Regions from separate parts of the Mus musculus genome. Here region 2 is linked to region 1. The links are chromatin contacts, called in public promoter capture Hi-C maps. All regions are on one chromosome and are shown on one strand. The core of a region is the stretch at or near the end of the contact, and the rest is flanking DNA. Distances in the headings are between cores, read along the strand shown.

Region 1 (3,478 bases), core at 428-2,927:
TGGCAGGAAAGCAATCTGTAGATCAATTTCATATATACACAAGGGGAGAGACTCAGAGAGTGGGGGAGGGAGGGGGAGGTACAGGGGGAGGGAGAGGAAGGAAGGGAGGGAGAGAGGAAGAGAGAGCGAGGGAGCATAAGGTAGGGTGCTATAACCCATCAAAGCCTGCCCTCCCCCAGCAAGATGTCACCTTCTAAAGGCTCCATAACCTTCCTAAACTGTGCCACCAACTGGGAACCAAGTGTGCAATTGCAGGCATTCATGGGGACATGTCACATTCAAATTAAAATAGAAATAAAAAGAACTTTGGTCCTTCAGTGAGTAACCTAAGGTTAAGAACATATACCCTAAACCAACCTCCCAGATAAGGAGCCAAAGGAGAACAGAAAAAGTGTCTACAGTAGTTCTTTATGAAACCAGAATTCAGGGAAAGAATTATATGCTTTTCTGGAAGGCGAAGTGGGGTGTTGAGGAGGTGGTGTTGGGGAGGGGTGGGGAGGGTGGGGGAGGGGACAGAATGCACTGGGGACTGACCCAGTTACTTCAAATCTCTGTGTTGAAGCTTCTGTGGAGAAGTTCTGACCAGAGCATTTTTGGGAGCCTTGGGTGTGAGAACTATGTCCATCTCCTTGGGTTACCAAGGAAGACATAATTAAATTCACTGCATATGGTTAGTGTTGGCTTTAATTTTGTAGTCAGTTAGAAGCTGTTCTTTGTGGCCTCAAGTTCTGAGATAGTTAATGAGTTTAACTTTGATCTTTATGTTAGCTTTGGGCTAGGTAGGGGCAGCTAACTGCTTTGACTGCTCTTCTGGTTCATATCCTATCTTATCTTATCTCATCCCATTCCATCTCTCACCCCATCTTATCTTATCTTATTTATTTATTTTTATTTAATCTGTGCCTATATGTATACTTGTGCCACAGTACAAATATGGAGGTCAGAGGACAACCTGTGACAGTCAGTTCTTTCCTATCAAGTAGGTCTCTACATATACCACACACAAATTAAAAAAAGAAAATATTAAATGAGATAAAACATTTAACACATCTAGTATATTACTTGACATTTAAGGGGCCTCTAATGATTATAATTAAAGCAATGATCATAGAAGAGACATAGGATACTGTACCTGCGTCCTCACCATCAGTCCAGTACTCATCCTTGTCAAAGTGAGCATCTCCGCCTAGGCCTGGCCCAGGTGCGAAGGCATGACCTAGAGTGTTCCCTGGCCCATCAAAGGGGAAGCTGTCTCCATGATCTGCAAAAGCACACAGTAATTACTATCAGTGTCTAGGTTTTTCTTGGCCTTCTACTCTCTCCATAATCATGTGATTATGAATATTGGAGAAAGAAGCCAGTTCAATTGGTTGACCCTCTTGGTACCAATAGTCAGTTTAACACAGAGAATGAGCTGGCTGTGGATCTGGTCCAGGCATCTGGCTTTTATTAGATCCTCTGATTATCATTGTCGACCATTGTATACTGAAGGATCTTAAAACCGTATGTGTGTGTGTGTGTGCGTGTGCATGTGTGTGATACTGAAAATAGAAATCAAACCCTCTCCCATAAGTTAAACATATGTTTCACCAATAAAAGCTGACTTGAGTGCTCATGAAAGGACTTAAATTTTGAAAGGAGAACACTAATATAAACAGCACACAGGATTAGCCTGAAGGAGCCATTCTTACCTCTCCTTGCGAAGCCAATTATGATATCCGCAGTCCCCCAACTAACCCTCTTGAAGTTCAGTGGGATCTGCATACTCCACATTCTGAGAGCTTTTTTCACGATTTGATCCACTACGATCCGAGGTAAGTCTGAAGTATAGGATACAATTCTGAAGGCACACAAGAATTCAGTGTTTGCGTTCTCAGGAAAAGGGTTTTGTTGCCTCCACCAGAATGAGCTAAAATGAGCCTCACCTGTAGGTGACAATTCTGGAATGCCATTTTGGACTGTTTGGCATTAGTGAGTATTCTGCAACATCTGGCACTCCACACCTAGGTTTCTGCATTATTTCCATGATGTAGGGGGAGAGTTTTCCAGTCATGGGCAGGCCAAAGAACTTCTGCATTTCCTTGAGGTTGTCCACTAGACTATTGACCTTCTTTGTTTTAGAGTCATGAGGGTAAAATTTTCTAAGATAATTCTGGTAGACAGAGAACAAAAAAATCTTTTATTTGAAAATCTGCATCCCTTATACATGACGTTGTTATGGATTTAGATAGTAATTTGAAGACAGAATTGTTATGCAATTATGGAATAAAGCAAGTATTACTGGTGAGGGGAGATGGAATATTATGCTATTGCATAAGACGGAGAGAAAAATGTCATAGCATACTGTATTCTCCGTGCATACCTGGAGGATAAACACACTACCCACTTTCTAAAGCTTGCTCTTATTTTTAGAGTAGTTAGAAGTGTCAGTGTGTCTTCAGCAAGCACAAGAAAGGTTGGGGAAATGTCTTAGTCAGAGAAGAGCTTACCTCAAAAATCTGAGTTTGATTCCCAGAACCTATGTTAAAAATTGGGTGCTTCTGTAACTCCAATGCCAGGGAGGGAGAGACAGGAGGATCAATAAAGATGCCCAGTATCAAACTATGGCCTACACACAGACACACACATACAAACACACACACACTCACACATACACACACATACATGCACAAGCATGGACATACTTACAATATACAATATATATATATATACACACACACATGCATACACTATACATACATGTACACACATACACATGCACATACTCATACATGAACACACTTGCATACTCACACATATATACACATACACACAAACACATTCATACACATACTCACACACAGACTCACATATACATACAAACATAAACACATGTACACATATAAACACACATACATACACATATACATACATATACACAAACATGCATACAGCCACATATACACAAAACCACACATACATACACACTTATACACACATACATACAGAGAGACAGACAGACACACACACACACACACACACACACACACATAGAGAGAGAGAGAGAGAGAGAGAGTTTGTTAGACATAGTTAGACCCTATGGGGCGATGTGAGGTTCACTAGCCATACGAGAGCTGCTGCCATCTGGTTATTATTAATTCCATATGGAGAAGAAGTCAGGTGATTGTTAGTTTAAGTAGTCTGACTTAACAGTCCAGGAAGAGACCACATATCATACCATCCACAGGCTTCTTTGTTCAGGTTCACACACTGAGTCCGCAGCAGACCTGGTCTGGAGATACCTTATCTGTAGTCCCTTTTTCCTTTTTCCTCTTTCTCCCCATAGCCCATTTAGGAGGTGTCAGAATAAAACAGAACCCCAGATCTCCCCAAGCATAACTGGATCCCCAAGTATCCTGGGGTCTGGTAATGGGATGGGAGATCTTCAACCAGAATATGAAGAGGCAAGACAATTGACAACAGCAATTCACGCAGGCAT
Region 2 (3,333 bases), core at 189-2,688, 850 kb before region 1:
CCCTGATCACAGCTCTAAAAGCCAAGCTAAGTCATCAGGGTATGCCAGCCCCCTCACCCCCCAATGGAGGTGGGTTGGATATCACCACCCCTCCATACTCTAGAAGAACTAACCAAACTGATAAAGGCTTTCCTAGGAAACAGCTTGCGGAAGGCTGTGACAGGCCAGGAAACCTGGGTATTCGGTCAAGCAGAGATTAAGGGAAGGTGTAAAGAGCCAGAAATACTGTAGGTCTACTACACAAGTGCTCACAGCCTGCCAGGGGCAAAAGAGAAAGGAAGACTTTGTTTCTCCATTCTATTATCTGCTGTCTGTCCCTTCACAGCACCACTGTCACCAACCTCATGGGAGGGGAGTGGGGGTCAGTTGTTGTTGTTGCTGCTGGTGCTGTTGTTGTTAAAAAAGGCTCGTAGTTATTGAGATGCCACTAGTAAAGAGCTGGTCTCTGTTTTTCTATCCTATGGGTACAAAATCCTGAGGTCTATCTCCCCCGTTTAATCTCAGCTCCAGGGTGAGAAGGAGGTTGCCCATTCTCTCCCTAAGTAATCCGTGCTCAAGACCAGAGGACTTGGTAGAACTAGAGAGTGCACTATGGTGGGTTTCTTCAAAGACCCTTAGAGTTCTGATCACACAAAAGGTATCACTGGAGCAAAAACTGGAACCTGATCAGATCGTGCCTGTTGAGCAGAGTTCCTCAAGGTAGCAGGAGCTGTAGACATTGACCAAGCATAGCTCTCCTTCCCCCTGTGGTGACAAGCATTAGATCCCCTGTGGTGACCTGGTATCCCAACAGGAGTAGTGGGGAGGGAACCACATGGGCTCAATCTGAGGGTGAGCGCAGCCTTTGAGTGCTCACCAGCAGCCAGCCTCGTCCCATCTGCGCTAGCACCCCTCGCTTGTCTGGAAGTCTGGAGACACATGGCTGTTGAGGCGCGCACGGGACCCACTCCTGCAACCCGTGCTGCCCTCGCCCATACTTACAAGCTGGGGTAGTAGCCATACGGTGGCAGCGGGAGCTGCGGGTAGCCGTCGTCTCCCAGCTCGTCCATCAGCAAATAGTCCTGGCTCTCGTTGCGCCGGGTGCCGGCTCCAGGGGCAGCCTTTAGAGAGCCGCCCCTCCGGGTCACGAACCTCGGGCTCTGGCTCATGGCACAGTGCCTGGCCGGCCTGCACCCCTGCTTCCGTGGATGGGAACCTGGGGAGAAGGGGCCGCGTCACCAACTGAGCTGGACCCGAGCAAAGCAATGCCAGGGAGAGGATAATGAGGGAAGAGATGCAGATTCCTGACTGGCTAGGTTCTGCCAATGGCTTCCCTGCCCGCCACAGTGGAAGTCACTAGTTAGGGGCTTGGGAGACAGCCGCGAAAGGAACCTTGACCTGAGCGCATCCGGACCGCGCAGACAGGCGGCCCCAGGCTCCCAGGCAGAGGGCACAGGCGGGGCCTCAGTGGCAGCCGCTAGGGAGAGCCGCTGAAGAGTTACTATGTCAACCGTGACTCTCCAGCCCTCGCCTCCCGCCTTCTTCCCCCACGTCCTCCGTCACGATCCCCACCTTTAAAGGGATCGAAAGGACCGTCCAGAAATCCGCCGACCCCTGTCTGGAAGCCACAACTTACAGAGCTAGAATAAACTAAACTAGTGGGAGCCAGGCACATTCTTTATTTGGGCTTGGGAGGGTAAACTGCTCCCAAAGTAGGGTTCTTAAGTAACACCAAGGGAGGGCTTTCGAGGAAGTTTCTTTTAAGTAACACTCAGAAATCGAGATCTTCTCCTTCTTCCACGCTTCCTTCATTTTCTTGAGATGTTTCTCTCCCATTCCCAAGCTCCGACGTAATGGAAGAGCAGTCTGTGTTCTTACCGTGGAATGTTCCTGGTTCCTGAAAAAAAACCAACAGAAAAAGGGCATTTTCCGATGGTGTCTGCTTGCTTTAAGGAAAATCCTCCCTGATTCATTTGAATGCCATAAATCGTGTATTTTCTCCAATGTCCTAACTGCTTTGAAAACTTGTTTTAACAATCTGATCAATTGGCATACATCTGTCAAAATCAAAACCTTCTCAACAAGAACAAATGGGATTTCTCTCAGTGGTTAAAGTGCTTGGAGCAAAAGTATGGGGACATGCGTTGAGGTCTCCAGTATTTACATAACAGTCTTCCATGGTGAAGGACATCTCTAATTTGAAGCTGGCTGGCCAGCTAATCTAGCCAAAACAGCAAACTCCAGATTCAGTGAGCCCTGCTTGAAAAAGTCTGGTGGAGGGTTGACAGAGAAAGAAAACTTAAATTGATCCACATGGGCATTCAAATTCCCCACCCTATGCACACAGAGACAGACACACAGAAAGTCACACAGAGATAGACAGACAGACAGACAGACACACACACACACACACAATAAATGAGTATTTATAGTGGTTGAATTAAAAGAAAATTAAGAATCCATTCACTCACTATTCATCACTATTTAATGCATACCAACAACTATTTTAGGATTCAGGGACAATCAGTTGAAGGACTGTCTGTCCTAACAGTGCTCCCAGGAAAGAGAAATGTTGGTTAAATAATCAGAGCATATAACACTCACCTCTAAACCCTGCACTTGAAATCCTGAGGCAGAAGATTGGGGAGAGTTCAAGTCTAACCTTGACTATATATGAGTTCCAAGCAAGCCTGGCCTACAGAGTCACAATCTACCTCAAAAGAAAAGATGAAGAAAAAAAAACATATAAATTAAAAAGCACATACAATCTTCTATCCCAGGTCCCTCAGAGACCAGTCTGCACAGGAGAGCACTCGGGCTGCAGAAGCAACATACCTTCTGGGACAGGGCCCCTTTCAGGCCTTCATCTTCAGCCAGGAAGCACAGCTGAGCTCCAGACCTCTGTGCACTTTCCCTGCAAGAGGAGAGCTTGCCTGCAGAGAGTACTCTGACCAGAGAGACTCAGGAGAGAGTAGACTTGCAGGAGGGGTGACAGAGACTAACAGAATCACAGGAGGCAAAAGCTCCAGCCAGAGATAGCTATAACAACTAGTGCCAGAGATTACCAGATGGGGAAAGGCAAACTTAAGAATCTTACTAACAGAAACCAAGACCACTCACCACAATCAGAACCCAGCACTCCCAACACAGTGAGTCCTGGACACACCAACACACCCGAAAAGCAAGACTAAGATTTAAAATCATATCTCATGATGCTGGTAGAGGATTTTAAGAAGGAAATAAATAACTCACTTATAGAAATACAGGAGAACACAGCTAAACAGCTAGAAGGCTTTAAAGAGGAAGCACAAAATCCCTTAAAGAATTACAGGGAAACACTGCTAAACAAGTAGA

Evidence for each region. Promoter capture Hi-C pulls out the DNA fragments that hold promoters and counts their contacts.
Region 2: a contact with region 1 is called in a promoter capture Hi-C map of second pharyngeal arch cranial neural crest. The contact joins the promoter of Trpc6 here to the promoter of AV064505 in region 1. A contact is called at or near these places in 10 of 39 promoter capture datasets (the 3T3-L1 cell line, cranial neural crest, hematopoietic stem and progenitor cells and 5 more).

The regions. Positions count from the first base shown.
Region 1 is chr9:7,693,830-7,697,307 of GRCm38.p6, reverse strand. It overlaps AV064505 (expressed sequence AV064505), which reads left to right and starts at 1,677. Exons shown (of 4, transcript NR_126562.1): 1 at 1,677-1,814. It overlaps Mmp7 (matrix metallopeptidase 7), which reads right to left. Exons shown (of 6, transcript NM_010810.5): 2 at 1,926-2,152; 3 at 1,692-1,840; 4 at 1,133-1,261.
Region 2 is chr9:8,542,247-8,545,579 of GRCm38.p6, reverse strand. Trpc6 (transient receptor potential cation channel, subfamily C, member 6) reads right to left here and starts at 1,438. Exons shown (of 13, transcript NM_013838.2): 1 at 982-1,438. The coding sequence starts at 1,148.